2 separate regions of the Urocitellus parryii genome follow, and region 1 is linked to region 2. Evidence: chromatin contacts called from public Hi-C data. All regions are on one chromosome and are shown on one strand. Each heading gives the region's core, a stretch centred on a gene start, on an enhancer-like site or on the middle of the called end of the contact. The rest is flanking DNA. Distances are from core to core; before and after follow the strand shown. Region 1 holds the start of Ovol1 (ovo like transcriptional repressor 1). Region 2 holds the start of Catsper1 (cation channel sperm associated 1).

Region 1 (6,388 bases), core at 1,250-3,749, 220 kb after region 2:
ACTAACCTCCCCCTGATCCCAGGGCAGATGGGGCTCTCTTCTCCCTTGCCTGCATTCCAGACCCAGCTGACCAGGGCTTCCCCTTAGCTTTGGGAGGATAATGGGGGCTCAGGGAAAGATTCTGCCCTGGGAGAGGAACCTGTAGAATTCTGCCTGGGGGAGGAAGGCTGAGGTACTTATGAGACTGGGACTGGGCCCAGTACTTTCAGCCACTCATTCCAGGGAGCTTCTGATGCTCTGAGTGTCTCAAGGGCCCCGGCAGGAAGGTCAAAATTCAGACACCCGCATGTTCCCCTGCCCTCCCTGGGAAAGGGGTCAGTGCCTAGCTGGTCACAACGTGCTGAGAGTCTGTGAGGTGGGGGTGACGGAAACGTGCCCAGTCGACTCCTGGGGTCATGGTCGGTTGGTGATGGAATGGCCCAGCCAGAGGACAGGCCACCACATAACTGCCCCCTCCAGCCATCTGAAGCGTCCGAGCGTGGCCCAAGGACATTCCCTTTCTCATTTTCAAAAATTGTGGGAAAATTCTCCAGTGGGTCAAGTGGCCTTTAGAGGTAAAACCTATGCCCTTTACTTGGCCCACAGAACTCTCATCCACTGCCAGAGCCACGGGGGCAAGTTTTACCATCGCCCTCGAGGTCAGCCTGCCCTCCATTCCAGGACCATCTTGCAGAGTGAGCATCTGTACACTCCTCCACCTGGACGGTAGTGGCAGATGAACTGTCCACCTAGGAGTCGTCCCCTGCCCCTGATGGGACAGTCCCGGAGCCCAGGTCTCTACTACCATTCCCACTTTGGCCACCAAAACTCTTATGGGGAAAATTGTTAGGACCCAAGGAAGTCAATGATTTGAACAAGCGGAATTTCTTTGTCCTTTGTAAAAGTCAATATGTGATCTGTTACTAAATGGGATGTGAAATAAAACTAAAAATAACAGCACTCTGAGCTGGGCCCAAGGCTCAGCTCACCTTTAACACAGTCCAAGTTCAGTTTATCAGATCCCATGGAGCAGCTAAGCAGCAAGTCAAACATAGGTTGGGGAGGAGGTAGGAGCAAGGAAGGGGGTGGCCTCTCCCTGGTCCTTCCGGAGGTGGAGCACTGGCCAGCTGGTGAGGGAACACGGCCAGCTAAAAACTACAGTCCTAGCCCACTCCCACCTAGATAGGGAGACACTCATTTCCTTTTTTGCCTCAGTTTCCCTACTGGGATGATTCCAATGTTTAAAGAGGCTACAGAAGGATGGCCCAGCCCCCATGAGATAAGCTTAAGCTGTGACACTTCCCACCCTGGCTTCAGGTCATAGGATCCTGGCAGCTCAGGCCACAAAAACCCTATCCCCAAGCCCCTGCCCCCAACAGTTTAATTCAAGAGGGAGACTGAGGCAAGAGCCCTCACTGGCCCCTCATCTGATGCCCTCATTTCCTGACTTTCCTTAAGGCCCAGGCGATGCCAGGGAATCTGCAGATCAAGGGTCAAAGTCGGTTGGTTAATTACCACCTCTCCTTCCTTGGAGGCACTGGGCAAGGTATTGACTGCAGCCCCCACCCCACCCCCAAGGCTTCCTGACCAAAGATTTTGTTGGGGGAAGGGGGAGGACAGAAGGAGCAAAAGCGTCCTCAGGGACCCTAGGAAGATGCCTCAAAGGAAGACAACTCGGGTTACTCATTCAAAGTGGACGCGGACTCTGTCTAGGCGTCTTCTCAAAATAAACTGGGTGCACCAGCTTCCCCGGGCTTGTCTTGGGCTGGGGGGTGCTCCTTAAAACTACTTTACGCTCCGTGTATCCTCTGCAAGGTTGAAGGATCGCGTTTCTAACAAAGGTGAGAACCGATCCCATCTTTGTCTCAAGGGCAGGCTGGGTGCAAGCGGGCGCCTTCTTATCCCGCTTGCGTACTGTGCGGACCGCGGGGCTAGAGCCGCAGGGCAACTTGGGGATACTCGCCCGCGTCCCCACCAGGCACCAGATTTGTGGCGGAGGGAGAAAGACCTATGGAAGCGGCTAAGGCTCAGAATCTAAGTGGCAAAGCCTCAGCTGAAACTCCATCTCGTTCCCTGCCCCCTAAAGTGGCATCGCTCCAGCGCCCTCCTCGCGCTTCATCAAAGTCTCGGCTTTCTGGATTTACGACTCGAGAGCCGAGGGTCGCCAGAGCGGTGACACACCCCGCTGCCTCCCCTACGCCGTGGCTCGGGTCGGTAGAGGGAGATGGCCCCCGCCCCCACCCGACGCTGCTTCCGCTCGCGAGCCCTCTCCTCCCCGCGCCCGGGGTCACCCAGCCGCGGGCTAACGGAGCCGCGGCCGCGGCAACCTGCATCCTGGTGTTCAGCGGCGGGCGCAGAGCCGCTCATCTCCGCGCCCCGCCTTCCCGCCGCCGCGGGCGCCGCGGGCTGCAGGCGCCTCACCTGGCACGTAGATCTCGCCGCGCTCCTCATCTGGCAGCTCGCTCCAGTTCCTCTTGCACGTGGAGACGCACGGCTTCTTCACCAGGAACGCGCGGGGCATTTTCGAACGCTCCTGGCCCGGCGCGGTCCGTTTCCGCAACTAGAACCGGGTCGTCCCACCTTTCCCGGGCCGGCTCGGAGGCGCAGGAAGCGGACAGTTCAGGGGAGGAATCGTCGAGGCGCCCCCACGTTCCGCTAGAAGACAGTGCTGGGACGGCGCGCGCCCGTTCCAACTTCGCGGAGTGTCGCGGTCCCTCGGTAGCAGAGCCCTTGCAGCCAAGTGCACTGGGCGACGGGGAATCGGCAGGTAGGCGTCTCCTGACTCGACTGGCGTCCCCTCGGCCGCTCGGGAAGTCTTAAAGTGCGAGCCGGACAGACAGGTTCACGCTTTATTGGCTCGCGGCGGTGTGTGTTGGTGGCTGGGCGGGGAGGGGGGTGATCTGATCTAATTAGCTTGGAGTAGCCTGGGGAGCGATGGCGCATGCGTTGGGAAATAACGGTGACAACCCACCTATTTGTTACCTGTCGAACCGGTTTCCATTCCGCTGCCGGTGAGGTGGCCTCGCGGCCCGGGCGGGGCGGACGGGCGGGGGCGGGCGCCGGCACCCAGTCCCCTGCAGCTCCAGCTGCCCAGCCGACCCGGCCACCGCCCCGGACCTGCCAGCCGGGCATGCTAGCGTTTGCAAACGGGAGTTTCGGAGGGAGCTGGGAAGAGGAGGGAGGGGAGGGCAACGTTATTTGCACCGGCGCTCGCACGCCCAGCGGGTGATGAAATGAAACTCGCCCAACTGGGCCCGGCCCAGCCTGACGCGCCCCAGGCGCCTAGGGAGGCGCGAAGCCGCCGGGCGGTTACCCGCGGTTCGGCCCTCACTTGTTGAACCGGGCCTGCGCCCAAGCGGCCCGGGATCCCCAAGGCCCGACTGAGCAATTCGTGGTTCAATCCAGAGGTATTTGCTGGGTGCAGGCTTCGTGCGGAAAGGCACGATGGCCGCAGGAGCGCGCAGTCGGGGAGGCGGGACGCACATGCGAATATACAGCCAGCGCCCATTGGGTCCCCAGGACCCCAGCTAGAGTCTTCTGCCCCTTCTGCCCCGAGAAGGCTTGGGAGTAAGCATTTAGACTGCGCTGTACCACCGACATGGTACAAAACCCCAGCACCTTGGTCACTAGGCTTACAACATCGTCCAATTCTCAAAGACGGGATGTCAGGTTCCGTGAGGGTGGAGGAGAGCTGAGGGCGAGGAACCCAGACGTGCTCAGGCCCAGCCTTTTCTTTCTGCAGTCACCGTCCCTGAGGGGCAAAGGTTCTGCCTCCACCCTACTCCACTGGCCACATTCTACTAATCGCTAGGCTCAGTTGGAGGGATACCCCACATCCACCACCCTGCCCAGGAGTGCTTGGTGGCCTCTGTGACTGGGTTTCTTTTACTAGCTGACCCACTAAGTGCAGAGATAGGAGCCCCTCCTAACATTTTAGAGTCCCTACAGCACCTACATACACCTTTCTCACATAGTATTAAGCTTTTGCTGGAACAGGTTGTAGGGAAATGAGCAATACAGGAGTCACAAGAGAAGTGGCTGAAGCTCTCAGGCATCTAGTTGAAGGTGACATATTTTCAAGAGTGAGAGGCTGTTTTTCAGAGACCATTTACATCCCCCCACCCTGTGGAGTCAGTCCTCTATGTAGGTGAGGAGAGACCTTGCAGGCAGCCAAGCCTCCTCCTCCCTGACTCCCAGAGTCTGAGTTTGGCAAAGGGGCTTTCCTCAGGTGTCCCTCCAGAGTTACTGGGAGGAAGACATGAACTCTTGCCAGGGGCTGTTAATGTCTGCCCCTTTCCTTCCTCTTCCAGGGCTCTGTCTTCAGGAAGCCTACACTTCCCTTGTCACCCTCCCCTCTGATCCTGGACCCATTCCTCCAACTGACATTAAGTGAGCACCCACTGGGCACTGACATTTGACAGTAAATCCTGGAGAAACATTGATAAGCATTGATAAATAATCTAGGAGAGAGGTGAAATGAGCTTCCCCATTCCACAAGTTTTTCTTGAGCACTTCTGTTGTGTTAGTCCCTGATGGGTTGGTAGGCAGTGGGTGCTCAGGAGCATCTTTGAGGTCAACACAGATGACCCCCAACATAAATGCGGGCTTTCTCATCAGGGGAGAAACTGAAACACACAGGAGGCCAGGTGGGGAGGTCAAATGGGTGGGGCCAGCCAGTCCCACATCTCCACTGGTGCCAAGAGAGCTACAGTGGACAGAGTGGGGTCCCAGGAGGAAGAGTGCTTTATCCATGCTGGCCCCTGCTATAGTTCCAGCATCCACTACGGAGCCTGGAATGAAGGTAGTTATCAATTAATACTTGTGGGATGAATGAATATCCTATTTTTTCTTGACTTGTGTGACCCATTTGCCTTACATGTGCCAACTTTTGGTAGGGACAGACAGAGCTGATTTCCTAATTATGAGGAAAAGAGTCTTTCTAAACTGTGATAGAAGGTCCTGGGTGCTGGCTGTCAGGGAAACTGGAGAGTGGTGGGGACTGTGGAGAACATGCCTTTTATATAACAGGCAGTAACAGCATGTCATTTGGGTACTGGAACACAGCATGGCCACACCTTCCCATTTTCCAAACAAAATTTAGATTTGAGTGTGAAGCCTACTGATTTTTAAATGTTACCTCATGTTTTTTTAAAAAAACATAGACTGGGTCAAACAAGACACTTCTGTGGCTGCCAGTGTGTGGGCTGTGGTTCAAGGGCAGCTCCAGAGCCAGCAAAGTAGGTGAAATTGGGTAAAACAGAGCTAAACTGTGAAGTGCATGAGGATGGCCACCTCCTGCTGTCACTACTGTTCACCCAGCACTCCGCAGGGAGTCAGCTAGCTATCATTCATCAGTGCCTTAATTGCATTGACAGCTATGTCTTTCTTTTCTTTTTCTTATGGAGCTGTAGATTGAACCCAGGGGCACGCTACCACTGAGCCATATCCCCAGACCCCTTTTAAATTTTTAGAGAAGATCTTGCTAAGTTGCCCAGGCTGGCCTTGAACTTGCAATTCCCTGCCTCAGCCTTCTGAGTTGCTGGGGTTATAAGTGTGCCCCACAAAGCCCAGCAATTTTTTTTTAAAAAAAATTTAGTTATAGATGGACACAATACCTTCATTTTTAAAATTTTATTTGTGTGGTGCTGAGGATCGAACCCATGCCCCATACATGTGAGGCAAGCGCTCCACCACTGAGCCATAACCCCAGCCCAAGCCCAGAATTTTTTGAGTGCCCACTATGTGGTAGACCCCAGGATTCTGCAATACAGGATAAACAAAGAGATAAGAAAACAGTGCAAACCAGAACCTTTAGGGTAGCTGGACATGGTGGTGCATGCCTGTAATCCCAGCCACTTGGGAGGCTGAGGCAGGAGGATTGTAAGTTCAAAGCCAGCCTCAGCAACTTAGGGAGGCTCTAAACAACTTTAGGGCTGGGGATGTTGCTCAGTGATTAAGGATTCCTGGGTTCAATGCCCGATACCAAAAATAAAAACAGAACCTTTAGGGTGATGTGGTGCTAGCAGATGGGGGTGCTGAGATCTGAATGAGAGACGGGGGTCAGCTATGCAGAGTGGGGAAGAGCATGATCAGAGAAAGGAACAGCTGGGGCCGAGGCCTTAGCAAGAAGGAGCCTTTTCCGAGGCAGGAGGCACGTAACAGCTGTAGTGGCTGGATGGTGAGGGGAAGGGATGGTGTGGGAACTCAGACTGCAGACAGGTGAGCCATGCCATGTGAGTTTCATTGGGGTGGGGAGCTGTGGTCTCCCAGAGCCATCAGACCTGCTAGGGGCAGAATGGACTGTATCAGTGGGGAGGGTGGTGATAGGGAGACCAGAGTAGGAGCTACTGCAATAGTCCAAGCAGGAAATGACGGGTCCCATTCAAGGCATGAGGACCCATTTCAGCTG
Region 2 (6,264 bases), core at 1,213-3,712:
CTGTGTCCAAGAAGAAGAGGAGAAGAGATTCATGGTCAGTGGGCATTCCTGCCACAAACTTTCCTGTCTGCTGCTCATACCAGGCAGGGAGCTCCTTGAAGAGATAAGAGTATCTCTCCATCATGGAGAATCCAGTTCCTGTGCCCACTGTGGACTTGGCTGTGACCAAACACTCAGGAAGCAAACACAGTCAAGAGAGTGACCTGGAAACTTCCAGGAGAGCTGTGCTGGGTACAAGGGAATTCAGCGCATAGGGCAAGCTGTGCAGTAGATTTCAGGAGGAAGGCAGAAGAGCATGATGGTGATGGGAGGAGCCTCTAGATTTGGACAGCACTGATTTTAAACTTTTTACTAACAAAGAAACTAACTGATACTTTCCGAGCCACTGCACCTATCTCTGTAAAAAAAGAATGACTAAATTCACCAGGAGGGGTAATTGTGAGTCATAAATTAAATGTGAAGTAGGTCCCCGACAAATAATGACTGATAGTTTTATTTTGCTAATAGCCCCAAAGAGGTATTTCCATCAATATCAGTGACTAAAGACCAGAATATAATTGTTGCAATATGCGGAATCAGGGTCATTCTGCGTGGATTGGGCTGGCAACGAAAAAGCCACACAGACACAGAAAATACCTTTTTCACGGTTCAGGACGGCTTTGCAGAATCAAGAATCAAGAATCAAGCTCCCACGCTGGAGGGCACGGAGAAGCAAGGGAGGCAGGCAAGAGAGAGAGCACACCTGAAACTCCCCTATTTATTGGGGAGAACCCATTCATAGAATATTCCACCCAAATAAGGCAAGGGATTAGTTTTGGAGGGTGGAGTCTTACTTGGTGATGCCTTATGGTCAGCAGATTGACTGACATCTTGGAAAGCCACACCCATCTCAGGTGCTGTGTGGGATCCAAGGCAAAGCAGGCGAAAAGGCTCACCTAAGGTGCACAGCCCAACCAGGCAGCAATGTCAGTCCAGTTCCCTCACAGGCTCAAATGCGCATAGCTCACACACACAGCCCATAGCTGGCTGGTGACATATAATACCAACTGTTATGGTTTAGCTATGAGGTATCCCCCAAAAGCTCATGGGTGAGACAATGCCAGAAAGTTTAGAGGTAAAATGATTGATTACCAGAGCCTTAACCTAATGAGTGGATTAATCCACTGAAATGGATTAACTTTATGATAACTGTAGGCAGGAAGTGTGTGGCTGTAACAGGCAGGTCATCAGGGGTAGGACTTTGGAGGTTATATTTTATCCCTGGTGAGCAGAACTCTCCTTGCTTCCTGATTGCTAAATTCTGAGCTGCTTTCCTCTGCCACACCCTCTGCCATCATATTCTGCCTGACCTCAGGCACAGAACAACGGATTTAGCCATGAATGGACTGAGACCTGTGTGAGGGGAGCCCCCAAATAAACTTTTTCTGCCTCTAACTATTCTTGTCAGGTCTTTTGGTCACAGTCATGAAAAAGATAACTAAAACAGCAACTAACATTCATTATACTGTTAGTATAAGGGTTTTTAAAAATTAATTAATTAATTAATTTGGTTTAATTTGTTATACTAGTATAAGGTTTACATAACTTTTTTTGATCCTGTAAGTAGGTGCTATTATTCCCATTTTACAGAGGAAGAAGTTGAGACATAAGAAAATTAAGCAATAGGCCCAATGTTCCACACCTATTTATAGGGGAGTCAGTCCTAACCCCAGAGCCAACTGATCTATAAGTGGGATGAGAACTACACCACCTGGCCTCATGAAGTTCTTCATGGCAACAGTTGGTCTAAAATGAGTGATAGAACAATGGTGTTACCTGGACTTTTTTGGTGCTACTGGCCAGCTAGATCACCTTGGATCTGTTTCCTTATTTTACATTGAAGATGCTAGACATAATAATTCTTGATTCTGAACAATAGTTCAGGGAGAGGCTTTTGCAAATGAGGTCCAAACCTGCTAATGACATCACAGAGAGGAGAGTTCCAAGAGAAGAGTCAGGCCTTCCTGGAAGCCCAGTGCCACAGTTGACATTAAGCTCAGCTTAGGAGAGAAGAGAAATCCGGGGAGGGAACTGTTGGTTCCAACTCTTTAGCTCTCTTCATTCTCCCATTCCCAGCACAGTTATGGATCAATCCTCAGTGACTGAAAGGATTCAAAATGACTTGGATACCGTATCTCGCCCCCACTCATCATCCCCATACCACCGGCCAGGCCCTAGTGGAGCCCACCATCATGAGACCCATCACCACAGGGGGCCCCACCATCACAGTGGGCTCCGTCATCATGGTGGACCTCACTACCAAGACTCTGAAAATCCCTACTCCTATCCTTTCCACCACCGTGACGAGGCCCACTACCGTGGCAGGGCTCACCACTATTCATCCCCTGGTAAGGGTCTCCCCCATGGCACTGTCCATCCTCAACATTCTTCTGGTGAGGACCACTTAAATGATGAGCATCACTATGGTAGTAGGATGCCTCGTGGTGGTGGCTCCCACATTTCTGGAACCCACCACCGAGGTGGAACCCACTCCCACGGGGAGTCCCACCAGCATACTGATTCCTTCCACCGTGGCGGGCCCCACCACCGTAGCAAGCATCACCATTCTGGTGGGCACCATGGTGAGACCCATCACCTTGGAGAAAATTTATCCCAGTATTCCTCTGCTGCGTTTTACCACCAAGGCGAGCCTCCCCATCATCCCCAAGGTGAGCCTCCCCACCATCCCCAAGGCAAGCCTCCCCACCATCCCCATGGTGGGCCCTACCAACATGGTGAAGACTACCACCATGATGAGGCCCGTCTACATGAACCCCACCACTACAGCAGGCCCTACCATCCTGATTCCCACCACCACCGAAGACATCCTCCTCATGGAGAGAGCTCCTCTTACCGTTCCTCTGAGGGGTCCGGCTTCCGTGGTGTGCATCATCATGGTAGTCACCACCACAGGGAGCACCCTGGTGAGCACCACCCCGGGGAGAACAAGTTGAGCGGACCAGCAACCACAGAGTCCCGCAAGTCCCGCAGCTTGCTGGGCAGCTCCCCGTCTTATACGGCATCCCACTCACCTGGCATAACTCACACCAGAAGCTGGGGGCACAGCGTGACTCAGTCCCATGTCACATTTTACTCATCCCCCTCTCGGAGGTCCAGCAAGGTTCACCCCCGCAGCTCCAAAGACACACAGAGCTGGAGTGAAGATGAGCACTTCCAGAAGCGCAAACGTGAGTCTCTTCTGGTCCTCCCCACCCCAGACCCCACCACACAGCCCAGATTCAGCTGGGTCTGACCTTGCACACATCAGGAAGCTTGCCATTCACCTGCACCCATTTGTGCCCGCTAGTTCCCCTTCTCACTGTTCACCATCCGCTCTTTCATTCCCTGCGTTGTGCACCTCTGCAGGCCACGAGGTGTTTCTTCACTTGGTCACTGCTTTGCTCACAGATTTACTTCTCAGATGTTGAACCTCTATTGACTTGCTTAGGTCCTGGGAGAATAAAAAAGAAGGATCCAGCATGGCTCCTGCTCTCAAGGGGAATCTCAGACTGAGGGGGTCACTGAGGCCATCAGAGGCTATCCAGTACTAGGAGCCTGTTGTCTTCCATATCAGAACCTGTACCTCGGTGGCTTCTGTGTGTCTACTTTCCCCCTACTAACTATGAGCCGCTGAGGGTGGAGACTGGGAACTAGTGCCTGCATGAGGGCCCTGTTGGAGGGTAGGGAGGGACCTTATCTGGTAACTCACAAACTCCCAGATTTGGTTCCTAGTCGTTCAGTAAATATGGCGATAGTCTTACAACAAACAAGCGAAGAGGGATGAGTAACTTACTGGATGGGGGCAAGATAGGCATCCAGGAGGAAGGGAAATTTAAGGATCTCAAAGGGAGAGGGAGGCTCAGCAAGAGGATGAGGTGAGGAGAGTGAGGGTTTCCATGCATAAGCTGCCATGTGGGCAAAGAAAGACGTGAAGATTTAGTGGCAGGAACCCTCAGAATCCACTCAAGCCACTCCAAATCCCAAACGGGCTGGCCCCTGGTGTGACAGGAGTCAGGACTTTGGTCAAGACCAGCACAGGACTAGCCTAGAGTGCTGTCGGTGAATGGCAGCAGGCCAACAGGCAGGGTTGATAATGACCCCCAACCAGTCTGGGAGGGGGCATGAGATCCCCACACCCCCTACAGAGATGTAACTTTCTGGCTTCCTTACAGTGGGCCGATCCCCGCGGGCCCACAAGAAGATGCACACTACGGACCTCTTCCAGTGGTTGTGGGATAAATTAAGCTACCTCATTTGGGGCTTCCGGACACTGATCTGGAGGCTGACCCAGTCCCTGGCCTTTGAAACCTTCATCTTCCTCGTCGTCTGCCTCAACACCGTCATGCTTGTAGCCCAGACCTTTGCTGAGGTCGAGATCCGGGGTGGTAAGAACCCAGGGGCCCTGTACCTGTGGAGGAGGTCACCAGGTAGCCACAAGGTGGCGCATCTGCTCTAAATGGGCCTCATCCAGGTCCAGGAAATTTATATAATTTAGTTCACTTGATCCTCTATCCTTTGAATTCAGTGACATTGGGGTGTTAGAGACAGGCTAAGACAGATACTGCAGAGGTCAGCTGCAAACCCACTGAACAGGAGGCTGTGCTGTTCACAGATGTAGCCACCAGGTGGCACATCTGCTCTAAATATGCTGCTGTGGGTGGACAGGGTGTGGGGAGCCCTGGGAGCAGGAAGTTAAAAGCAGCCTGTGGGAAGCCTGGGGAGGCTGGCCCCGAAAATTACCTGGAGCAGTGAGAAGGAAAGGACCCGCCACATGGTCATTGTCCATCTCTATTCTAAGCACTCGTGAAATGCATTTAATGCCCACGACAATTCTGTCCAGCAGACTGTTATTATCCCCATTTTGCCCACAAAATGAAGGTACAGTGTGGTTAAGTCGCACAGCCATTTAGGGCAGACCCAGGGAGAGCATGGGTATTTGGGCTTGCAGGAGGCCGCTGTGGACAGAGGGAGAGGGAGGAGGCCGGAGGCTGGGGACCGTGCTGATGAGCCCCTGGTGTCCCCACAGAGTGGTACTTCCTAGTCTTGGACTGCATTTTCCTCTGCATCTACGTCATGGAAGCCCTGCTCAAGATCATTGCTCTGGGCCTGGCATACTTTTTTGACTTCTGGAACAATCTGGGTGGGTGGAGAAGGGGCTTCGGCCGGTGGCAAGGCAGCACTGAACTGCCTGGGGGAGGCTAAGGAGGAAGGAGGAGCAGTGAGGCGTTGGCCCAGGGAGGCCACTGCCACTCAGACACCGTCTACCCTCAGACTTCTTCATCATGCTCATGGCCGTGCTGGACTTCGTGCTCATGCAGGTCAACTCCCTCTCCTTCTCCTTCTACAACCACAGCCTCTTCCGGATCCTCAAGGTCTTCAAGAGCATGCGGGCCCTGAGGGCCATTCGAGTACTGCGGAGGCTCAGGTCTGATTGTAGGGACTCTAAAGGAAGAGGGGACACAGGCCTGGGTTCCCAAGGAATCCACTGTGGGGCTGAGAATGTGGCTCAGAGGCAGAGTGTTGCCTGGCAGGCACCAAACCCAGGGTTGAATTTCCAGTCCTACAAAAACAACATCAGAAAACAAACCAAGGAATCCACTGTGACCTGCTCAAATGATGGGGCAAGGGCGGCTGCAGACCCCAGCCTGCTTCCAATAAGCCTCCTCCGGGAGCCATCCCTGGGAGCCACCTCTTCATTTCCAGGGAAGCAACAGGATTCCCCCAAGTCACCAGCAAATCAGGGACCCTGTGCTTTCAGTACCAGCTCTGGCTACTGCCACTGACCTCCTCCCACCCCCACTGATTCACCTCCCTCTCCATCTCTGCCCACAGCGTCCTGAACAGCCTCCAGGAAGTGACAGGAACCCTGGGCCACTCCTTGCCATCTATCGCGGCCATCCTTACACTCATGTTTACCTGCCTCTGTATCCTGTGCCTGCGGCTGGGACAGTGCGTGGAGGGGACAGGGCGGCAGGGGTGAAAGCAGGAGGAAGGGCACAGGGGCAGGAAATAGGAGCCTGGTTTGGTCCTAAACAACCAGTCCTCTTCTCTGTGGTCCTGCGGGCACTATTCCACAAATCGGACCCCATGCGCTTCCAGAACATCTTCACCACCATCTTCACCCTCTTCACTCTGCTCACCCTGGATGACTGGTCCCTCATCTACATGGACAGCAGGGCCCGGGGTAGGCAGAGGGCAGGAGATGGGCACACAGACCTTGAGGGC

The links. Hi-C and Micro-C count contacts between places; a contact is called where the count stands out from the background.
Region 1: a contact with region 2 is called in a Hi-C map of liver, with 3 times the contacts expected there. The contact joins the promoter of Ovol1 here to the promoter of Catsper1 in region 2.

What each region holds. Positions count from the first base shown.
Region 1 is chr4:7,418,276-7,424,663 of mUroPar1.hap1, forward strand. It overlaps Ovol1 (ovo like transcriptional repressor 1), which reads right to left and starts at 2,500. Exons shown (of 4, transcript XM_026396654.2): 1 at 2,401-2,500. The coding sequence starts at 2,500.
Region 2 is chr4:7,197,317-7,203,580 of mUroPar1.hap1, forward strand. It overlaps Catsper1 (cation channel sperm associated 1), which reads left to right and starts at 2,463. Exons shown (of 13, transcript XM_077796885.1): 1 at 2,463-2,936; 2 at 2,984-3,227; 3 at 4,212-4,424; 4 at 5,066-5,179; 5 at 5,311-5,464; 6 at 5,872-5,963; 7 at 6,080-6,223. The coding sequence starts at 2,463.